Regions from separate parts of the Ovis aries genome. Here region 2 is linked to region 1. The links are chromatin contacts, called in public Hi-C maps. All regions are on one chromosome and are shown on one strand. The core of a region is the stretch at or near the end of the contact, and the rest is flanking DNA. Distances in the headings are between cores, read along the strand shown.

Region 1 (4,767 bases), core at 778-3,277:
TGAGGGGCGCCAGACGACAATCAATGCCCGTCTTACTCTAAGGGCTCTCCAGGGCCTGAACAGCAAAGTAGGACCCGGCTTCTTCCTACCCGTCCTCAGTTCTTCTACTCAGAGGGATTCCAGTGAGCACACAGAAGTACTGCGGTCTTGATTTTCAACTCCTAATACAGCAAACACTTTACATAATAAAAGTTCATTACGTCTGAAATCAGAATCCCTTCGTGTAACCCCTAACTTCAGTGGCTAATTCTCTGCATCACTCACTGTGACTTCGAGAAATTCCCGCATAGTGTTTCTGATGCAGTCTCCAAGGTGTGAAAAACCATGCCCATTTTAGTCAAGATCTTTCCTCTTGAAATGGGAAGGAGGTGGCTTAAAAAGAGAACTCCCCAAGTCTGATATTCCAGCTTAACTTCCCTTACACAATGTTAAGCACTACTCTAACCACAAGATGAACTGATTGATGCTTCTCAGCAGCATCACAAGTCACCAAGAATTCCACTTAGCCAACATGTGCACCAGGACTGGAACTTTGAAGCCCTGGGAGACAGAGAACAAAATACTTCTTCCAGACTGTATTAAACACACATCCTCCGGTGGGCACTTACTCTGTTGCCAGCACAAAGATGAAGCGACTGAGCCCACACCGAAGCCCTAAGAGCAAAGGGGCTGAAGAACTATGGGTGGGCTCTGCCGCCAGCCCTCCCATCTCTCCAGGAGCAGCAGAGGAGTCACCTCCACAGAGGACTATACTCCCGGGGTCAGCAAGTGGAAGGGTGGGCCCAACTGCTGCTTCTACATTGCGACCAGCATGAATTCTTCCTAATGTGTTCAATCTCTCCCTAAGCCGGGCTAAAACCCACTCTACACAAGTCTGGACACCATCAAACCTCAAATCCAAGAAGAGATGTTAACAGTCCCCCGCTCCAGTATTCTTGCCTGGGAAATCTCATGGACAGAGGAGCCTGGCGGGCTACAGTCCACCGGGTCGCAAGACAACAAAACACACGTAAGGGAAGGGCCTCCCATGGTGGTTCACGGTATTCTCTTCGGTGGTCCTTTGAAAACCACAAAGACACGGTTCTTTGCCGCCGGCTTTACTGGCTGGTCTGGCCTCCTCTCTTGGGGACAGATCACACTGATCGCCCGAGGCTGAAGCCACACTGCGTCCCGAGGTTCCGGAAGGAGGGCAGGACAGGGGAGCAAGTGCAGAACTGGAGCAGCGCGCGCGCTTCCTTCACTCGGGTCCTGAGGCGGCGCCGAAAGGCGACGGAGCAGCTTAGGCGTTAGGAGCCAGGGCTGACCACTCGCCGACCGCGCACTCCAGGGAGTGAGGCTGCGCGGAAGATCCGGGCGCCGCGGCAGTGTCGGTGTTCCCGGCAGGGCTGCGGCTGCACGGGCTCAGGACTCGGGCGGGGTCGGGGCGCCGCTGTGCACCCACCTTGGCGCGCTCTCAGCAGCATCGTGTTGGCCAAGAAGTTCTCGAGCTCCATAGATGACCGCCGTCGTCGTCGTCTTCTTCGCCGCCGCCGCCTGGCTCTCTCGGCGGGAGGAGGCGGGGGCAAGGCGGGGATCGGCCGCGGGGCGGCCCCCGGGCATCGCCCGCCCGACTCCGCGTCGGGTCGCGCCCTGGGCCGCCGCTCCTGCACCTGCTGCTGCTGCCACGGACCCGGCCACGGCCACGGCCACGGCCACCACCCTCGCCGCCGCCTCTCGGTCTGCTTTCGACGACGCCGCTGCTTCGTACGCTGAGGGCGCCCGGCCGCCTCGCCTCCGGGGCCGGGGGCTGCGGCCGCGGAGCTGGAGGGCCGGTTCCCCGCGGTCACCGCCGCCGCGCCGTGGCCCAGGCTGCCGGCCCCATCGCCCTGAGAGCGGCTCACTGGCCGGGGCACCGCCCCCGGCGGCGACGGCTACTGCCGCCGCCGCCGCCGCCGCCACCTACTCGCACAGCAGCCGGCTTCCCGCCAACGGCTCTTCGGACGAGGGAGCCAGAGCGCCCTGAGGCGGGAGCGGCGCCTCGCGGGCCACGACCGCTCCCAGAAGGCCCCGCGCGGGGCGGAGGCGGCGGGGCGCGAGCGCGGCCTGCTGGGAGTTGTAGTCGCTCGGCCTGTGGGCGAGAAGGCCGCGCGGGGGCGTGGCAGTGTTTTCCCCAACGTTCCTACTTCTCGCTGGCTCAGTTATCGCGAGATGCGGGCGGCTGTCTCAGGCTGCCAGGCCGCACGTGTCTGCTGAGGGAGCCTGAGCCGCTGCCGCCTTCTCCTGCTCGTCCGCACCCTGAGGTGCGGGGTGTGTCGCCATGGGGAAGGCCAGGACCGCCGCGCGCGGGAAGGCCTCTGCGGCCCCGGCGGGCGCGTGGGGGGGCCGGGCGAGGCCGAACCCCAACCCATTCGAGGTGAAAGTGAACCGGCAGAAGTTCCAGGTTCTGGGCAGGAAGACGCGCCACGACGTGGGCCTGCCCGGGGTGTCGCGCGCGCGGGCCCTGCAGAAGGTCAGCGGGGAGCCGGGCCCCCCGGGGGCGGGGGGGGCGTCCTCCGAGGGGTCCCTTGCCCTGCCTGCCGGCCCGGGCCAGCCGCGCGGCCCTGCTCTCCCCACCCACTGCGGCAGCGCGCGGGCCACGGTGCTGGTTCCCTTCTGTACGTAGGATGGGCCAATGGTACCTAGCTCCTGGGCGGGCGGCTGGAAGGGTGGGACGCGTGCCCTGAGAGAGTCCTCAGGACAGCCTGGCGCAGTTAGACGCCGTGTGTGTGTGCCGTGTGTCGGCTGGACTGTGTGCGTCCTCTTGCCTCTGCTTCTGCGTGTGATGGGACGACATCGCCCTGCAGAACCGCTGTCGCTCCGTGGAGCCCCAGTGCACAGGTCCAGCCCCCTCTGGCATAGCTAATCACTTCTGTGCCGCCCTGGTCGTCGTGGGGCCCTCTTACCCGCCTTCCTCGAGGCTGAGCTCTGCTGATTTAAGGATAAGGGATTACACAGTCTGCTCAGTAGATGTTTGGTGAAGGAGTGCATCAACATAGGGGTTCCCTGGTGGGCTCCGACGGTAAAATAATCCGCCTGCAATGCGGGAGACACGGGTGCGATCCCTGGGTTGGGAAGATCCTCTGGAGAAGGAAATGGCAACCCACTCCTGTACTCTTGCCTGGAAAATCCCATGGACCGAGGAGCCTGGTGGGCTACAGTCCATGGGGTCGCAAAGAGTCAGCACAACTGAGCAACTTCACTTTTGCAGCACATGACTTTGTCCTTTGCAAGGTAACTGAAATGCTAACCTTTTTTGGAAAACCTCACAGCCATCCCTTTTCTTGTGCTTACGGTCCCAGACTATTCTGTACTTTCAGATTCCATTCTGCTGGCATTCTCTATGTAGCTTCTGAGACATGCTCATTGGGTGCTTTTAACTATTTATTGTCATTCTGAGGAGGAGACATTAGTAGGTTAGTGAAAAAATTAAGGTAGGGAAATTTCCTACAGTCACACATCTGGTAAGGGCTAGGGTGTGCCCTGGGTTCAAACACCTGGGAACGCTTTACACGCCACTGAGCACTCTTGCTTAGTTTCCGTTCTGGCAGGTGAAGGGGTAAAGGTGGAGTGACCCCTGAGCCTGTCTTCATGGGCTCATAAGCTGTGCTGTCCCAGCGTGCGATCCGGCTGATCTTTGAATGGAATCAAACATCATCCTCACTTGAAGGAACTGGCAGTAGTGGAAGACAAGACAGTCTCAGAGCTGACTCTGCCACACCCCCACCACACAGCGCCGGGCAGGCTGGGGCAGGGCGGGCAGCAGGGGCTCCAGAGCAGACAGGTGTGTCTTCCCCACTTCAGCCTCAGTCTCCTGTTTTCTCCTTAGGAGGCTGAGGTAGGGACTGCCATTCTCTCCTCTTCAGATGAGGCCGTGGGCACCTCCCAGAGTCTGCACTGGGAGGCGGTGCTGCGGTGGGATTCCAAGTCCTCACTCTTGTCTCCACCTCATGAGTGTCCACGAATGGCCCAGAAAGCGCTGCGAGCTTTGGCTTGGGGGCTCAGCAGCAACGACTCTGTTTGCAGCGCAGCAGATGCGGGTTTGATCGAGGCTCTCCCTCCCCTGGAGGAGGAAGTGGCAGCCCACTCCAGTACTCTCGTCTGGAGAACCCCATGGGCAGAGGAGCCTGGCGGGCTGCACTCCATGGGGTCTCAGAGAGTCAGATGTCACTGAAGCAACAGCACACACGCACAGATTTTAGCGTTCAGTTCAGTTCAGTCGCTCAGTCGTGTCCGACTCTTTGCGACCCCATGAGTCACAGCACACCAGGCCTCCCTGTTGGCCATATATACAGATACTGGCACGTATATGAACATAACCAGCCCAGGACAGGCAATGCTGCTGCAGTCTCTAATCAGCGGTGGTGTTGACATAAACAGCTCCTCAGCGCCTGGCTCCCTGGCTTCTCTTTCTGCCAGCTACAACCTCAGCCCGTCCGGCTGCCTCGCCTGGCAGAGCGGCCTCCGCGCCCGACTGCCCTGGTCGTTCCTGGTTGCTGCTGGCCTGCTGTGATCTTTGGTGTTAAGCGCCGGGCACCGGCACTGCCCAGAGGCTCCCCCGGGCCCCTGACCTCCTCGTGACTCCACTGTCTGGCAGTTTCCCCTCAGTAATTGAGATCAGTTTTTGTAGCCGATAGATTGGCCTTTCTTGGACTGTTAGTTTCAGTGGCCTGAGGCATAAAAAATGGTGTCTTCCAGTTCATTAGAACCATCAGTGTGTCCCCTTGTGGCAGTGTCTCCCTTCTGGGGACC
Region 2 (4,767 bases), core at 1,087-3,586, 170 kb after region 1:
TACATAATTTTCTCTTTCCTTCCTGAGGATATTAATGAAGGTTTTGTAACAGGAGGGCAAGGGGCAGGGCGCAGCTTCTGAGAGAATGGCATAGCCCAAGGACAACATGAACCGATTAGAATCAAGTGGGTCCAAGACTGCAGGCAAGTCCACTTTGATTAGAACTTGAACCTCAATCGGCAAGCTAAATAACACACAGAGAGGCGCCATGACAGCTCCAAGGCACTGTCGTAAGACCACGGAGCGGGCGGCGGCCCAGCTCTTGGAAATCTCCACTCCTTCCCCAAAACAACTGAAATAATCCCCCCACTCATTAGTATATGAAATTACCTAGTCTATAAAAACTAAAAACTACGCCAAAGCCTTTGACTGTGTGGATCAAAAAACTGGAAAATTCTTAAAGAGATGGGGATACCAGACCACCTGACCTGCCTCCTGAGAAATCTGTATGCAGGTCAAGGAGCAACAGTTAGAACCAGACATGGAGCGATAGACTGGTTCCAAACTGGGAAAGTAGTACATCAAGGTTGTATATTGTCACCCAGCTTATTTAACTTATATGCAGAGTACATCATTTGAAATGCCCAGATGGATGAAGTGCAAGCTGGAATCAAGATTGCTGGGAGAAATATTAATAACCTCAGATACGCAGATGACACCACCGTTATGGCAGAAAGCAAAGAGGAACTAAAGAGCCTCTTGATGAAGGTGAAAGAGGAGAGTGAAAAATTGGCTTAAAGCTCAACATTCAAAAAACTAAGGTCATGGCATCCGGTCCCATCATTTCATGACAAATAGATGGGGAAACAATGGAAACAGTGACAGACTTTACTTTCTTGGGCTTCAAAATCACTGCGGATGGTGACTGCTTCCAGGAAATTAAAAGATGCTTGCTCCTTGAAAGAAGAGCTATGAGCAACCTAGACAGCATATTAAAAAGCAGACATATTACTTTGCTGACAAAGATCGGTATGGTCAAAGCTATGGTTTTTCCAGTAGTCATGTATGAATGTGAGAGTTGGACCATAAAGAAAGCTGAGCACCAAAGAATTGATGCTTTTGAATTGTGGTGTTGGAGAAGACTCTTGAGAATCCCTTGGACAGCAAGGAGATCAAAGCAGTCCATCCTAAGGGAAATCAGTCCTGAATATTCATTGGAAGGACTGATGGTGAAGCTGAAACGCCAATACTTTGGTCACCTGATGTGAAAAGCTGACTCCCTGGAAAAGACCCTGATGCTGGGAAAGATTGAAGGGGGGATGACAAGGATGAGATGGTTGGATGGCGTCACCAACTCGATGGACATGAGTTTGAGCAGGCTCCGGGAGATGGTGATGGACAGGGAGGCCTGGCGTGCTGCAGTCACGGGGTCGCAAAGAGCTGGACACGACTGAGCGACTGAACTGAACTGATAAAAACTAACCAGGCCACGCTTCAGTCTCACTCGCCCTCAGCAAGGGCCCACACTCTGTCTGTGGAGCGTGCTTCTCTCTGAATCTGAATAAATCCACTTCTTACCCATCACTTTGTCTCTCACTGAACTCTTTCTGTGATGAGACACCAAGAACCTGAGCTTCACCAGGTCCTGACAGCACGTTCTGTGGGTGTCGTCCCTGCCACGTGGGTTCAATTCCCAATCTGAGGTGAACAGTTCCAGTTTTTCTAAGCCGTCTTCTCCCAGCCGTCTCTGTTTCCTCCCAGTCCCCCTTTTCCTGTTTGTTTGTCCTGATCTTCAGGAGCCAAGGGTCCTTCTGACGTCTGGGTCCGGCTGAACTGGCCTAGCGCTCAGGCAGGAGGGGGGGGTCCTGCACGGTGAGGTCCACACGATGACCTGGCAGGATCTCTAGATGATCAGATTCCCTCAGGAAACCCCGCGACATCCTGCCTGGAGGGCAGTTCCCAGTGTTCTGGGCTCTGAGGGTGGGTGGTTGGGACACACCTGGGTTCTCATTGTCCTGTAAATGGACACTGGCCCCCCTGCTCCTGAGGGTCCCCCAGTCCAGAGACCCCCTGTGAGCCCACCCCAGGGAGGGAGCCTGAGGTGTGGGGACACCTCCTTAGGGCCACGGCAGACTCTGGATTGGACCCCCCTTTACAACCACAGGACGGAAGTGCCCAGGAAGGGGGAGCAGGGTGACGTCCCTGCCTCTGAGATGACCTTGGAGATGAACAAGGTAGCGAGCGATGTAAGGAGGGGTTGGGGGCCGGCAGGGGTGGACTCCGTGTGCCCGGGAGCAGCCAGGAGTGGGGAGCTGCCCCGGACGTGGGGAGGGCTGTTCCGCCGCGCTCTGGGTTCTGCCCCAGGCGGCGGCCGGCCGCCGGCGGCCCTGGAAGCGCTGGCCCACACCGCCCCCTTGCGGGCACTCACGGGAGGGCGTCTCTGGAAGCAGGCCCGGGCCCAGGGTCTCGTCCGCTGTGCCGGGGCCCCTGCGTAGCTGTCGGATGCCCCTGAGCTCTGCCCTGGGGCGCCCGTGCCCACCTGGAACTAAATAGGGGTCCCACAGAATTTGCATTTTTGATCACTCAAGTCAAGAAACGAACTGTGGGCCCCTGATCAGAGACTGTTCCTCCAGGTGGGTGGCAGGTGGGCCCCGGGCGTGGCGGCGGTGCGTCCAGAGGTCGGGCGGCCCGAGGGCCCTCCTGGGGCCTGTACCCTCCGCGAGGGACTGGGTGAGGGGCGAGGTCACAGGCCGCATGTGGGCGGAGCGGCCGCCGCCAGCACCGCCGCCCCTCACCCTGCGCTTCCGCAGGGGCATCTCCGCGGGGCCCTTCTGCAAGAGACCTGGGCCCTTCTGCAGCCGGCATCTCCTCTCTTGCCTGCCTCTCAGGGGGCGCGCAGCTGCTCAGGCAGCCGTCGGGCGATCTCCGCGTCCTCCCTTCCCCTGCTTACCTGGGAACCACCCGCCGGACAAGGCGAAGGTGGCCTTGTTAGACCCCCTTTCTCTGGAGCTGACGGCGGGGGAGTGGAAGCCAGGAGCGAAACGTTTACCTCAGATTGGGATGAGAACCCAGCCACAACCAACAGAATCTGGTGTCAGCACCCAGTGAAGCTCAGGTCCCTGATGCCTCATCGCAGAAAGAATTCAGTGAGAGACAAAGTGATGGGTAAGAAGTGGATTCATTCAAGTCAGGGAGACGCACACCCCACAGACAGACTGTGGGGCATCGCAGAGGGCCAGTGAGGTCCTGAAGTGAGGCAGGGTTAGTTTTTATAGGCTGGGTAATTTCGTATGCTAGTGAGCGGCTAACAGTTTTGCCAAGAGAATGCACTGGTCATAGCAAACACCCTCTTCCAACAACACAAGAGAAGACTCTACACATGGACATCACCAGACGGTCAACACCGAAATCAGACTGATTATATTCTTTGCAGCCAAAGATGGAGAAGCTCTACATAGTCAGCAACAACAAGACCAGGAGCTGACTAGCCGGCTCAGATCATGAACTCCTTATTACCAAATTCAGACTTAAATTGAAGAAAGTAGGGAAAACCACTAGACCATTCGGGTATGACCTGAATCAAATCCCTTATGATTATACAGTGGAAGTGAGAAATAGATTCAAGGAATTAGACCTAATAGACACAGTGCCTGAAGAACCATGGACGGAGGTTCGTGACATTGTACAGGAGGCAGTGATCAGGACCATCCCCAAGAAAAAGAAATGCAAAAAAGCAAAATGGCTGTCTGAGGAGGCCTTACAAATAGCTGTGAATAGAAGAGAAGTAAAAGGGAAAAAAGGAAAGATATATCCATCTGAATGCAGACCTCCAAAGAATAGCAGGGAGAGATAAGAAAGCCTTCCTCAGTGATCAGTGCAAAGAAATAGAGGAAAACAATAGAACAGGAAAGACTAGAGATCTCTTCAAGAAAATTAGAGATACCAGGGGAACATTTCATGCAAAGATGAGCACAATAAAGGACAGAAATGGTATGGACCTAACAGAAGCAGAAGATATTAAGAAGAGGTGGCAAGAATACACAGAAATATTAACTGTACAAAAAAGATTTTCATGACCCAGATGACCACGATGGTGTGATCACTCACCTTGAGCCAGACATCCTGGAGTCCGAAGCCAAGTGGGCCTCAGGAAGCATCACTGCGAACAAAGCAGCGATGGAATTCCACCTGAGCGACTTCCAGTCCTGAAAGATGATGCTGTGACAGTGCTGCGCTCAATATGCCAGCAAATTTGGAAAACTCAGCAGTGGCCACAGGACTGGAAAGGTCAATTTTCATTCTATCCCAAAGAAATACAATGCCAAAGAATGCTCAAAATACCGCACATTTGCACTCACCTCACACGCTAGTAAAGGAACACTGAAAATTCTCCAAGCCGGGCTTCAATAGTACATGAACTGAGAACTTGCAGATGTTCAAGCAGGATTTAGAAAAGGCAGAGGAACCAGAGATCAAACTGCCAACATCCGCTGGATCATCAAAAAAGCAAGAGTTCCAGAAAAGCATCTATTTCTGCTTTATTGACTATGCCAAAGCCTCTGACTGTGTAGATCACAACTAACTGGAAAATTCTTAGAGATGGGAATACCAGACCACCTTAGCTGCCTCCTGAGAAATCTGTATGCAGGTCAAGAAGCAACAGTTAGAACCAGACATGGAACAACAGACTGGTTCCAAATTGGGAAAGGAGTACGTCAAGGCTGTATATTGTCACCCTGCTTATTTAACTTATATGCCGAGTACATCATGAGAAACCCTGGGCTGGATGAAGCACAGGCTGGAATCAAGATTGCCGGGAGAAATCTC

The links. Hi-C and Micro-C count contacts between places; a contact is called where the count stands out from the background.
Region 2: a contact with region 1 is called in a Hi-C map of liver, with 2.3 times the contacts expected there. The contact joins the enhancer-like site here to the promoter of GRK4 in region 1. A contact is called at or near these places in 2 of 16 Hi-C or Micro-C datasets (blood and liver).

The regions. Positions count from the first base shown.
Region 1 is chr6:116,511,060-116,515,826 of ARS-UI_Ramb_v3.0, forward strand. It overlaps GRK4 (G protein-coupled receptor kinase 4), which reads right to left and starts at 2,028. Exons shown (of 15, transcript XM_060417709.1): 1 at 1,442-2,028. The coding sequence starts at 1,493. It overlaps NOP14 (NOP14 nucleolar protein), which reads left to right and starts at 2,176. Exons shown (of 18, transcript XM_027971279.2): 1 at 2,176-2,488. The coding sequence starts at 2,297.
Region 2 is chr6:116,678,790-116,683,556 of ARS-UI_Ramb_v3.0, forward strand. It overlaps LOC132660030 (a long non-coding RNA gene), which reads left to right. Exons shown (of 2, transcript XR_009601193.1): 2 at 1-1,524. Among named protein-coding and RNA genes, the nearest start is that of SH3BP2, 13 kb to the left of the region's middle. Within about 2 kb of position 2,337, at least 6 of the 54 cell types and tissues checked have an H3K27ac peak or open chromatin away from gene starts, as enhancers often do. A contact at or near this core is called in liver, where this site is marked.